Linked DNA regions of Danio rerio: region 2 is linked to region 1. Evidence: chromatin contacts called from public Micro-C data. All regions are on one chromosome and are shown on one strand. Each heading gives the region's core, a stretch centred on a gene start, on an enhancer-like site or on the middle of the called end of the contact. The rest is flanking DNA. Distances are from core to core; before and after follow the strand shown. Region 1 holds the start of mast4 (microtubule associated serine/threonine kinase family member 4). Region 2 holds the start of ntrk2b (neurotrophic tyrosine kinase, receptor, type 2b).

The links. Hi-C and Micro-C count contacts between places; a contact is called where the count stands out from the background.
Region 2: a Micro-C map of caudal fin shows a contact between it and region 1, with 5 times the contacts expected there. The contact joins the promoter of ntrk2b here to the promoter of mast4 in region 1. A contact is called at or near these places in 2 of 18 Hi-C or Micro-C datasets (caudal fin and hematopoietic stem cells) and 1 of 4 datasets of contacts at active chromatin or transcription factors (embryo).

Annotation. Positions count from the first base shown.
Region 1 is chr5:60,424,937-60,431,793 of GRCz12tu, forward strand. It overlaps mast4 (microtubule associated serine/threonine kinase family member 4), which reads right to left and starts at 3,461. Exons shown (of 29, transcript XM_073951462.1): 1 at 2,989-3,461. The coding sequence starts at 3,246. All of the region lies in intron 1 of LOC100535993 (leukemia inhibitory factor receptor), which reads left to right.
Region 2 is chr5:60,951,963-60,958,819 of GRCz12tu, forward strand. It overlaps ntrk2b (neurotrophic tyrosine kinase, receptor, type 2b), which reads left to right and starts at 4,074. Exons shown (of 18, transcript NM_001197161.2): 1 at 4,074-4,430. The coding sequence starts at 4,237. All of the region lies in intron 1 of LOC141385623, which reads left to right. hnrpkl (heterogeneous nuclear ribonucleoprotein K, like) reads right to left here and starts at 2,624. Exons shown (of 16, transcript NM_212991.3): 1 at 2,563-2,624; 2 at 725-835. The coding sequence starts at 785.

The sequences.
Region 1 (6,857 bases), core at 2,211-4,710:
GTTAGAACTGACTTAAAGGTCCAGTAGGTGATCTGCCAAAATACTAGCTGGTTAGCATAATATCTTTCAAACACAGTCCCTCCCCTACCATCCAAAGCCACGCCTCCTGAAACATGAACATGCACCTTAAAGATGATAACAGACAACTCACTAGATCATGTCATTAGTTAAAACACTTTATAGTACTTTATAATACTACAATTCCCAATGTTCCCATTGTTTTTTTGTTTTTTTTTTTGTACACACATTTTCAGTTGTGTACAATGTGCAGCAAGCAAAATTTGTCATAATATGCGATATTTCATGTATGCGAGGATTACTGGTCTCACTACCTCACACTCTCTCATGCACTTTGTCCTATAGCGGCTACTGTATGCTTAGTGCTTGGCCAGTGGGGTGCAGGAATTACACTTATATCTAAGCCATACTTGCATGCTATTTCAGACAGACTATTCAGAGTAGCACGATAAACAATATAGGGACCATGTTACAGGTTGTCATTGTTTAAAACTGAACCAATGTAAATATAAAAGCAACTTCACCTCAGTAAAGCAGGCTAGGCGGAATAGCACTATTTACTTATGTTTTGTTGTTAAATACAATTAAAAATAGCCACAATCTTTCGCCGGAGGATTTCAGTGGTTGAACAACACTTCCGTGCATATAACCCATTCGCAAAACAACAAAATCTACATAAGTCCCTTTATACTATTTATATAGCATTTCTTTTTTTAATTTTTGCATAAGCTTCGCATGACTAAAAGAGTTTTAAAACATAACATTTCCTGTCTAAAAGAAATACTTCAGCCATGGTGTCGTCTTTCCTCCAGCGTACAAAAGCAACTCCAAAATTGATTCAGGATTTTAAAGTTTGGATTGAGCATTTTGTTTTTACCAGTCACTCTCTTTCTCTCGTGCACATGAACGTGCGTGCACGTGCAAATGGCAGATCAGCATGAATAGCTGTGCAGATCTATATTTGTTGACAGACAGTTTGGGCCACTTATCGAATTTATCGGAGCTGTCAGCCTGACCAATTTTAATTGGATGAACATTTTTTAGTCTTTTGCCTTACCCAGAATATGGAAATACGAAAAAATACAATATAATCATTTACTTTATTCATTACTATTGGAATATGAAGAGACTTTCAACCAGCACAACAAAAAAATTCCTTAAGACGATCACCTACTGCACCATGTTTTTTGTTTGATTAATCAGCGAATATATAAAACTATGGCTTGCAGTATCCTTTACCAAATATATATATAATTCTACTTTGCAAAAACAAATTATGCTTAACCCATCTACTTCGATGCACGAAGTGCTGCTGGCTACCACATTAGTATATGCAGATCAGGCTCTAATGTTTTCTCACAAGAAGAAGGTTGTATAAATATGCAGCAGTTGGAATCTCTTCATGTAAACAGAAGTGTGGGAAGATAAGCTGCACTGTTTTTCAGAAGTCATTCTTCAGCACTTTAACACTAATAACACTGGCAAAAAGGTTGATCAGTCTGTGTTTCTCAAATGACTCATCCTTACTACCTGACCTGACGGTAAGTAAACATGTGATGACATGGCTTTGTGAATGACAACCATCTCGGGTATCTCATTGGTGTGACAAAGCCAAGTAATCCTCAGGCAAGCCAATTAGATGTCACTCCCGGTGAAAAAGATTAGCATATTAGAAACGCTGGACAAACCAGTCTAGAAGTACATGACAAAAGCTAACCTACTTTTCAAGTCAGACTAGGCAAACAAAGGTCACAGAATCTCTATTTTAATTTAAGAATCTATTATTTGAAACAGGCAAAGGGATCTTTTATGCTATTTGCAAACCAAATACTACATGTTCAACTGAATGAAACTGAAAACAAATTAATCAGCAAAAGAAAAACATCACACATGGACCTACGAATGACAGCTGAGGGAAAAAGCCAAATGTTAGAAACTCCCCTAAAGTGTCAATGAGATGTGCAATATTGCAGACACAAACAATATAAGCTTAACATTAAATTCACAACCCACTTTGGGGAATATTTCAGCATGAAAAAAGATAAACAACAAGAAAGGAGGTTACAGAATTGGTTGTGAAAAGAGGTAAAGTTGTTTTTATATTTGCACATTTGTTAATTTTTGAACAGTGACAACATGTGACACAGTGCTTATATTGTACTTTGAATATTCAGGCTGAAATTGCATGCAAGTATGACTTCAAAACAACATTAGCACTATTAAACTGACTGTGATCAATGTTGTACTTTGATCGCTATTGGCTGCTAATATGATTTCCCCCTTTAGAATTTGTAAAGAACACTCGAATTAAATTATATTTTTTTAAGGAGAAATCTGAAAGTACAAATATAAAGCCAACTTTACCTCTATGAAAAATCAATGGATGGATAGCAAGCCAAGAACGTCTATCCAGCTGCAAATCAATTTTTAATATTGTATAACTACCATTCTTATATCTATACCAAAATAATTTACAGTTCATCATTCACAATAAAACCAGATAGTAAACTAGTTTGTGTTGATGTTGATTTTAAGGGTATGCATGATATTAGATTGATTCATGCAACCACGAAATTAATTCTATAAATCAAACCATCTTCGCATTGGATAGCCTGGTGTAAATAATCAAGCAATAAAGTGTCAGTTTGCTCATTTTTAACTCATAAACTCTTGGATAACTTCAGAGTTGTAAATCCACATCTAATTAAATAAACAGATAACGTTATTTAGATAAAAGGTCTAATAAGTAAACTCTGATATGACTATCTGTCAGTCATGCATGTGTATTTATCTTTGTATATTTGTCAAACAGTTATGTTAAAACAGGTGAATAGAGCACCAATCATAATTCAGCGTGTGAATAATAACAATAGCTCAAACAACACACCTGCAGTCACAGTGAAGATCAAACATACAGCAACTGAATCCCTCTGTAGTGTTTAGTGATATTATAATCAAAAGATACTTTACCATTTCGTCCTCGTCCCCGTCATTTTCTCCTTCATCGTGACCACCCTGATTTATCGCTTTTATCTCGGCGCTGCATTCATCAGAATCAGTTCCTTTCATTTTTTCGTCAAGACCTACAAAATCTGAGGAGTGAGTAAATTCCTCAAAGCGTAATTCGGACTCATAGTGGTCTGCTCGCGTCTCGCCTTCTGACAGCGTGTCGGAGCCTGATGAATCTTCTCCGCCGCCTCCAAATGTTTTTGACTGCTCACTCTCCATTGCCCTGAAACATCAAGTTAATTGTCTAAAACTAATCACATGCTGAAGGACAGCTGATCTGAGCTCCAGCTGAGCGCCGGAAAGATCTCGCCTCACTGTACCGCTGTGATTACAACTGACTTTAATGTTTACGTCATAACATACAGGCATTTAAAGTGAAGTTTGTAGCGCAGCACTAAAGCGCGTCCTGCTCAACGCATCGCTGCAGTGTCTTTAACTTATAAACCTGCTCTCATTGGACATCCAAACTCCGCCTATCGGCCAATGAGAAAAGAGCGCGCTGGACAAGATTTCAACGGCGCACTCTTAACCCTTGAGACCTCAGAAAGCAAAGCATGTCCAAACATATGCTCCAAACATTTCATTAGACACCGACGAGTGTAGAGAAATTAAAATGACTGACCATGAAGTCGCATGAGTTTACTCCGGGTGCTCTGGTTTCCCTTACAGACCAAAGACATGTACAGGTGAATTGGGTAAGCTAAATTTTCCATAGTGTATGAGTGTGTGTGGATGTTTCCCAGAGATGGGTTGCGGCTGGAAGGGCGTCTGCTGCGTAAAAACGTGCGGGATAAGTTGGCGGTTAATTCCGCTGTGGCGACCCCGGATTAATAAAGGGTCTCAGCCGACAGGAAAATGAATGAATGATATTTGACTTACAGTTTTTATATTTACAATTATTAATAACCTATACATTAAAACACACATTACAGGCCTAGATAAAAAACACTTATAGAAAAATAAAAAAACAAGGCAAATAAGCAAACAAATAAATAACCTGGGGTTAAAATAATATAAAAAAACTATATTAATAATTTATAACTAAAATAATTCATACAAAAATTTGATTAAATATAAATAAAATTAATTTTTGTAGATGTTATCCGCTAGAATAAAAAGAGTTTTTAGTTTTTTAAAAGCCATTTTAAGGAAACAATTATTTGCCCCTTTAAGCTATATATATATATATTTTTTTTTTTTCGATAGAACAAACCATCCTTATACAATGACTTGCCTAATTACCCTATCCTGTCTAGATAACCTAATAAACCTAGTTAAGCCTTTAAATTTCATTGAAGCTGTATAATCTTAAGAATAATCTAGTCAAATATTATTTAATGTCATCATGGCAAAGATAAAATAGATCAGTGATTATAAATGAGTTATAGTAATAATTCTCTTTATATGTAATTGCTTTTTGCAAGGTTTTTTTCAAGTTTTGCAAACATTGCATGTCGTAGATTTTCTGTGTGTATTACACATTACACCATATTTTGGTATGTGGTTTATAAATAGCTTGTGCCCTGCAGTTGATTGCTGTTGTAAAATCTCAATAGCAAACCTCAAAAACATCTCAGATTATAGATCTCCACAGCACTGAAAAAACAAGTCTATTATAGGAGGGCAAATGAAACCCCCACATACGCGTTTAACATCAATAGCATGCACAATACACATTAAGTTATTTGGATTCACAAATAAAATATGAAAATATTGCAAAATCTTTTTAAACATTAAAAAAAAAGTAAAATGAGGTATTACATAAAAAACATACATCAAATAAATCTGCCAACATTGTGCACATTAAGTTCAAAGGATGTAAAATCTATGTACTGTGAGCTATTTAGTCAGTTTAATAGTTAGCTGACATACTTTACACACTAGATGGCGCTCATTTACAATAATTTGATCTAAAGGGTTTTTGACGTTCTATTGCAAAGTATATACAAAGCTAAATCAATATCTGTTCTATAGAGTTAAGCACAATTTTATCAAATGCTCTAGAAATCTGAATAGAAATCTCTGGTGTACAGTCAAACTTTAAAAATCAAGTGGAGTCCAATTAAAATTATATATTTTGTGTATTTTATTTCAGGTTTGAGGTTTTTGTAAGGGGGTAGGGGTTTATCAATAAATTATTTAACCTATGATTTAGATGTTGTCTGAAGCAGTCTGAGTGCACATTTGTAGTCAATTCAGAAAGCAGACACTTTCATTTTCTCACATGTTGTTGTTGGAGACAAACCAAAAGCTAAGTTTTCTTTTCTTTTAAGGAAACTTTTCATGTGGAAGTTGCTGTTGTGAAAATATGTTTCATACTTGTTTATATTGTTTTCTAATATTTGTATTGAACAGTATAATTAAAATGTACAGACAGTGGGGGCTGAGCATAAACTTCTGAAAATATAAGGTGACTAAGAAAGGCCAGTTAGTCCTTTCTGATTACACCCATTCATTGTGTACTAAATTTAAACTACTTCCTTCTGGCTGGAGATTTAACAAACAAAAACTTTCAAAAACTCTATCTTGTGCAAATCAAACAGATATAATTGTTATGTTTTGCCCTCTGAAATCATTACATATTTGCATGTGTGTTGGTGTTCTTGTCTATGTAGAATTGCTATATTTAGCCTGGGTGCATAGAGTTTCATTTAAACAACATTTGAAGAAATTCTAAACTTTAATTAAAGTTTATGCAACGTTTATATGTTGCAAAGTCTGTTAATTGGACATTACACTGTAAAAAATTGCTGTTAAAAAACGATCAGATTCTACGGTAAAATAATGTTTTTTCACTAAAACAGTAATATTCTGTTAAAAACAGTGCTTTCTGGGTAACATTTTTGTTTTCGAAAAAGTAACCAACTGCAGAAAACTGTGAGCTAACAGAGTTCAGATTCGATGTTTTGAAATCTGTGTTTGAAATCACACTTTGTGTCCTTGTTCACTATTTCATACACTAGTTAACTAATATAGTTCACCTGACAGTTTTAATGAACACTAATGAGTGAATTCAGACACTGATGAACACCTGCTGTTAATAATTACAATTACTGAAGAAAATAAACAAGAAATACAAACAGTGACTTAAGTTACAGCATTAAATAAAATCAAATAAAATAAAACAGCTTCAGTCTCAGCAGAGGATCATTAAACAACTCCACAAACAACAGCAGACACACTTATTACTGACTGATTTGACTTCCATACTATTCTCATTGAGATCCAACAGAAATTAAGGTGTTTTTTGTGTCACCGTAGTGGAGTGAGGGGCTGATTTAGTTGGGCTCTTCACCCTTGAACTCATTTAAGAAGACTTTCCAACTGCTTGAATACAGAGTTTACAAAACGTTTGTACTATAGCAATAAAGTTGGGAAGTCAATAAATAGAGAAATCTATTTATCTGAAATTAGTTCTGATAAATGTTTTGGTATAAATCTGGAAGAAGGGCTTCATTCAATAGATTTTATGCTAGTTGCAGGTATTAATTTAATTAATGAGAAGTGGAAACAGAAACGATACCTCTGTAATTACTTAACAGTTAGGAAATAACATACAAAAACAGTTTAGTTATGACAAATACACACTCAGACCTCATGAATCTGACCTTGTATCTCAACAATGGTAACATCTTAAATGTTTCATGCTGCAATGCATGCTGGGAGTGGCACTGTACAACTATCCCAGCATGCATTGCGGTATAAATAAATGTTGTATAATGGTCTAACGGTTTTCTTTATTTGTGTTTGATTCTGCTGTTGTTTATGTTTAGACTTTCAGTTGCCTGTTTGTAAGTTAAACAGTTAATTTTGTTAAATTAGTTGTCACC
Region 2 (6,857 bases), core at 2,824-5,323, 530 kb after region 1:
TGTTTGATACAGCTTGGGTTATGCTTTCTTGGTGCTGATGTTCCAGGGACAAATTGCCTTAAACTTTTAACATGTCTTTTAACAGCAAATCCACTTCATCAGTGGATTTGCTACAGAAGACATTAAGCATAAGCCACTAGGCCAAATGCTAAAAATCTATTTGCACGCATGACAGCGTATTTTTTTATCCAAAAATCATACTTCCCTATTCCCACTTCTCATGGTTGAACAAGCAAGAGTGCACAAAAGGTGAGAGCAAGAGCAAGCCAATCAATGGCAACGATTGCAATACTAATCTATTGGTGCAAACACTCCCCTCAGTGTAACACTTGAGTATTTATGGTCTGCCCAGGTGAGATGAAGTGTAAGGAGGTAATACAGTGGTAGTCCCACACATTTATAGTTGGTTTGTACAAATGATGGTCTCCATTTTAAAGTTTCAGGCAAGCATTGTTTTCATTGATTTCTCAAAATATCTGTGTCAATCAATTAGAAACATTTTTAATGTGTTAGAAAAAAATTTTTAAAAGAAAATTTCACCAAAGTTATGAAAAGCAAACCTTGTCAATTTTGCTGCCCACTCCTAATGCCAAAAATTGATCGGTGTGACTCATGATTCTTTAATAGAGACTTTTAATAAAATGATTACATGATAAATACATCTAAAACAAAGACTACAGAAAATTATGCATGGGCACTATTGCACTCTATTCTGATGCATTACCGTTAGTGTCAGTGTTACTGAAAGTGGTATCTTCGTCCTGCTGCTCAATTTCTGTCTCCATTGTCTTCAGCCAGCCGTGAAACTGGAATAGGCTGTCCTCGACGAGTAACTCTAAGAGACAAACTCTCAGGAGTTAAAACAGATTAAATTTTCAAAAACATCCTTAAAATAATAATTAGGCTACATTTTTCTGGGTCTTAAAGTAAATGACATTATGTTATTGATTCAAATAATGTAAAAGGACTAATTTAATAATAGTTTCCTGTTGCCCAAAATCCAAAAGTCTGCTGCTTTTTTAAATGACTCTAAGCTTACATCAAACAAGGCCTTATATATTTCTCAAAACCTCTAATGACCAGATAATTTACAACTGGTTTAATCAGGTAGCAGTGAAACACTGTTATCAGGACTGTGTAATATGAAAATAAATTAATATTATATGTTAAAAAGTAATTAAAAAGTCAATATAATCATTTGAGATATCAATGAAAAACAAAAACATCATATATCATATTTCATATTACAATTAAATAATGTGTAGCCTTCTAGCATTAAATACTAAAATACTAATATTAACAAGTGAGAATTTGTGCTTTTGACAGCAACAACAAGCAATATAAGATGTTTTTTTCTCCTTTGCCAACCACGGATATTTTGTCACTCTAGCTATAAATGATTACATAGTTATTTCATGAATAATTATAACTATTAATATTATTTCTCAAGACATGATGGTCATACAATTGAAACCACAGAAACAACTTTTTACAACCGAGTTATTTCCGGTTTTAAACTAAATCTCATGGATCTACATTTTTATCCTGTTCAGTTCCGAAGCATGTCATTTCTCAGCAAGACTGTGCCAATACCACGATGCAATGATGACAATGCTATGATGCAGAGTTCGACTATTTTCCGGCGGTAGTTTCATAGTACTTTTCACAGTGAAACGTTATGTCGAAAATATTTGATAAAATATCTTAGTAATTTTTCGCGAACATGAGCGTTCTTGTCTGAATAAAATACAATATTGAAATGCTACGCGTGCGATTATTTATAAAGAAAATACTAAATACTAAAAAACGCAACAACAATATGAATTTAATATTAAACGCGTCGTTTGGTCATCAAGTCCCTTTTTAACATTAAACCTCGAATATGCTTATTTTAATTACTAAAAACGACGTCTCGTTAAGTAACACTTACACGGGTTTATAGTATAAGGACTGATTTAGGGCTGTGTCAAGGCCCAATGCTACAAAATGGTGCGCAAGTAGCATTTAGCCTGCTAGCCATACAGTTACAGTTAACGTAACCATTACGGCATTAGCGTTCACTTATGAACAAAATTGCTATATTTACGGAACTTTACAAGAGGAACACATGCAAAGATTGTGCACTATAACTGAACAATCTTTTGTACAATATACCTAAACGTTTTTTTTTTTTTGCGGTTGCGATATGTGTGCACAAAATGGCTTGTTTTGCCAACTTCATTCTTATTGCGAGTAAAATCACACCACAGAATTCGGTTGGTTCAAATAACTTTTATTTATTTATTTGTAAACCGATTGTTTTCGTATACAGCACTGTACTTTGGCAAGACAGTAGGGAAAGTGGTTGTCATTGACTGTTGCGTCTGATCAGCAGGAAACTCTCCATTTTGAGAAGTGCTTAGCACTAGCTAAGTACTAGCTGGCTAATTTACACCACGGTAACGCATTTAATCTGGTGTAACTAACGATCGACATTTCTGTGATTTAATACTACATGATATAACTTTAATATTGCAAACGAAAGTGTCTTTGTAGTAACAAGAATCAAAATATATTACTAACCTGCAGGCAGCCCTTCCGTCACACCAATTTTCACCCGAAAATTCTACGCCTTCTGTCTTGATTTCATTGTAGGGTTCGGTGCATTTCTTACCTACGCGATTGGCTACTCCTACCGCAAACGCGCAGCTCTATTGGTTTAAAAGATTGTCGATATAAATTCTAAGAATCTAATTGGGCTAAGGGACTGTCAGTTATTCAATGTTAGCCCGCCCCTAAAGCGTTCGCTTACATTATAGGTTATCGTCATAGCAACTGAGAAGCGCTCTTGTCTCGTTATCCTGAGTTAACAGCTTGTCACCGCATAGTCATCTGCAATAAATTAAGAGACGGTTTTATCACTATTTGAAGTTAACGATTAACAACTGATACAGGACTTCTCACGTCGGTCTTTTACATCTGACAGGGTTGGTTGCGTTAGGTCTAATGTAACGTTTATGTAAAAAAAAACTGTCAATCTGCATTAACGTTACGTTGTTAGACAACAACATCGTTTTAATTATCGTTATTTAATACTACTGCATCTTTTGCGATTAAAATCTGATGGGAACTTCATCTTTTGTGTTAAGAGGCAACATCAAGTAGTTAAATCTGTGAAATATGTTGCATAATCGAATGCATATGTCGCCCTCTCCTGGTTGAAATATAACAGTTCGGCTCATTTTGGCTTGTGTTGTAGTAATTCCATAAATTAATGCCCCTCTGTGTAAGCATTTGAAATAAACATAAAAGCTTTATATAGATGGAACTCTTTGCTCTAAATAGGCTAGGGACTTACCAGGAATACCAGCATTGCAGTCAATTGTTAAATTTAAAAGCGTAGTTTGATCAATTTTATCTACATATTGTTCATGTCATTTCGTCTCCATTACACTGTGACTGGAATGCTAGACTGAAAAAAATCCTTGCATTTTGTTTAGAATTAGTTTTTTTTTAGATGCAGCCCATCTTGTGCGTCAAATAGCACGTCACACTCCAGTAATGGCTATTCATGAAGTTGTGGTGTTGTTGAAAAGAGCAAGATGGAAATGCAACACAGCCAGCTGAGATTGTAATAAACATAATAATAGGTAATGAAATATTAAGTAAATTGAATAAAAAAAACTGCCTTCTCCAGACAATTCCAAACCCCTCCATCTCTGTCATAAACACAAATCTCCAACAACAATAAAAAAAAAATCGGCCCCATGACAACACAGGTGATCGATTGTCGCCGATTTGGCATTGCTGAGAGCATCTTTAACGTTCCCCTCCACATGTAATTACAGCGATGGCTGAGGGAGATGCGGTCGGTAATCAATAGGCGCTTGCAGGTACGCGCTGCTGCCTCTTCACACGCGCGCGCACACGCACACTGTCTCGCTTGTTTTCTTCCCCAGCGCTGGATGTGAGACGTCAGCGTCACCACCGCAGCCCGTAGACACACACAGCCTGCGGCCACACGGTTTGCCACCGCGTCTGGAACAAGCAAATCCTGGACAGCGCACCGTATCACCACGCGGACATTTCCCCGTCGCGGTATCACCTTTTCGCGGAGACCAGATAAGGCCACTCCATGACAGTCTGGCGTCGCGCACAACGTCTTTGCGCATCCCACAGCAGCGGCGTCTCATCTCGGAATTGCTGAAAATACTACAAGACACTACACAACGCCGAACGCACCGCGCTAGACCTGCTATGACCGCAGGGGTTCGTGGAATGGCTTGCTGGGGGTTGTGTGGGTTTTTATTCGGGCTGCTGAGGATCAGCTCGGCTTGTCCTGTGTCGTGCTTTTGCAATGCCTCAAGGATCTCGTGTATCGATCAAGAACCAGGGATCGAGGATTTCCCTGTCTTGATGCCGGAGTCTGACATGGAGAACATCACGGATATGTAAGTGGAGCGCTTTAGTGAGAAATACACCGGGAGACCTGCTCCAGCTTCACGGATGCGTGAAAAAACATGCGCGCGTGTGTGTGTGTGTGTTTGTGAGCGTGTGCGCGCGAGGAGTGTGTGGGTAGATTCCTCAATCCGTCGAGGGCCAAAATAAGTTAGTGCACTGCTATTCTATGACATCCACAACAAGCCACCGATGTGGATATTTCTGGAGTTTGTAGTCATTTTTTGGCCGTACAATTGCATATAAGCTCCTCATATCAAACAAGACCAGCATGACAAGCAACAGACATCATGTGTCGTGTCTGTGCGCGAAAGAGGATGATAGCGGTTGTAAGGGGTGGGGGCGACGGTAAATAAGCAAGAAGTTGACTTGATTGCATATCCAAAGGGTCTTTTTATAATGATGGTCATTTGAAGAATAATTTATTGCGGCTGCTGCTGACTCACCTCGGCTGACTTTCTGTACCAGAACAGGGGGAGCGGAAAAATAGACCCTATCGACTTACACTAAAATTTATAAACTGACCGCATAACGAAATTAGATGCAGATCGGTGTAGATTTAGCGTCCGCTTAATGGAGCTTTATCAGTGCTGATCTGATCTGCTTCAGTGTCTGCATTAGGCAGCAGCACTGACAGACTAGCCGACTTGAGAGACCGTCAAATGGTTTGGGGCTTGAGGGGGGTGGGGGGTGCTTTTAGGCCTGCCGTAAAGGATGCGCTAATAAACAGCTGTTATTTCATTATGGAATTAAGTTTTACTCGTGTATTATTGCATGAGTATGCTAGTCAGGGAGTAGGTTAGCCTAACGTGTCCGCAGAGCAATAGGCATCGGCGCCTACGCAAATATGTCACTCCGTTTCCACGACAACGGCTCACCGGACTCACTCCAGGCATGTGCGCGCTGTAGTGAAATCATGGCTTTTTCACGCTAACCTTCATTAACGTGTTCATATGGTGACGGGTTGATAAAGGAATGTCAAATTACGTGCGTCTGCTTCTCTCTGAAGACTAGTCCTTAATCATATTGAGTGATATTTAAAATTTTGCTCTATTTCGTCTGTTAGAGCTCACTGAAATCACTATTATTCAAATATTTTATTGCACGTATTTCAATATTTATTTCTCTATACATATTTTAATACCATGCTAGGCCGATTCTACTATTATATTAACTTGATTGAGTTTGTATTCTGGTTTAATTCAACAATTTAATCCTCAAATGTAGCTACCATGTTAATAAAAAATCCCAAAATACCATCAACATCGAGGATCATTAATATTATTATGGAAGAAAAAGCTTATATTAAAAAAGGATGCTGTTACTCATAAAGGTTCAGCATTGCTTTAGAGGTTTCATTGATATTTTTTCCTTCCACAATATGTTCTTTGAGGAAAATGTTCAGTAAATAAAATAAACGATTAATTAAATGACTGTTTAATTAAAGGTTGAAATGGCCTCTTATGACATTACTGCAAAACCCCTCTTTTAATTGTTCCGAGTGGCAATAAAGACTTAACATTTATTTTTTTCTATTACAATTACTGAACTTTTTATTGCTATTCTGTCAAAAACAAATGTATCAATTTCCTTGCAAAAATAAGCAAACTGTTTTCAACAATGATGGTCATAAGAAATGTTTCCAGAGCAACCAATTATTTGAATTGTTTCTGTAGGAATGGTTAGGATTACAATAAAAACTATAATTTTAAGTTGTAAGAATATTTTAATTTTACTGCAGCCTTCTTCCAAAAACATTACAATATCTGGTGAAACATTTCTGTAATTCTTTTAAATAATGTTTCACTTGTTTATATTGGTTAACATGTTAACTGATCATAACCAACAATAAATGATACACATTTAATAAACATTTTGTAAAAGTATTAATGATTATTTATCAGTTCTATAAACATGCAGCTGTTCATTGTAAGTTTAAGTTAGCTTGAATCTATTACTTTACACTAACTTAAACAATGTTTGGTTTTATTAATGCTTTTTTAAATATTGAAATTAGCATTAACTTGGGTTCATAATTGATTTAGTACTATTTGTTTCTTATAGTTAACTAATGTTGTTCACTAATGTTCACAAATAAAATACCCACTTTTCATTACCATTGTTTTATTATTATTTAACATGACCCAACAATGAAAACATAGCTTAAACAGTATTCATTTAAGCTAAAGTTTACTAAAATTAATTAGTATTTTCTTACATTAGTTGCACACAAACTAACAATTTCATGTTTACTAATGTTAACAAAGATTAACAAATGCTATAAAAATAAGGCTAATGTTACTAAATTAAATCACAGTAAAGAGTTCACAAAAAGCTCACAGACTATAAACTGTTGGTCCATATTCCCATATATCCCCATAGTGCCATGTTTTCTGAACATGATTACAGAATGTTCCATT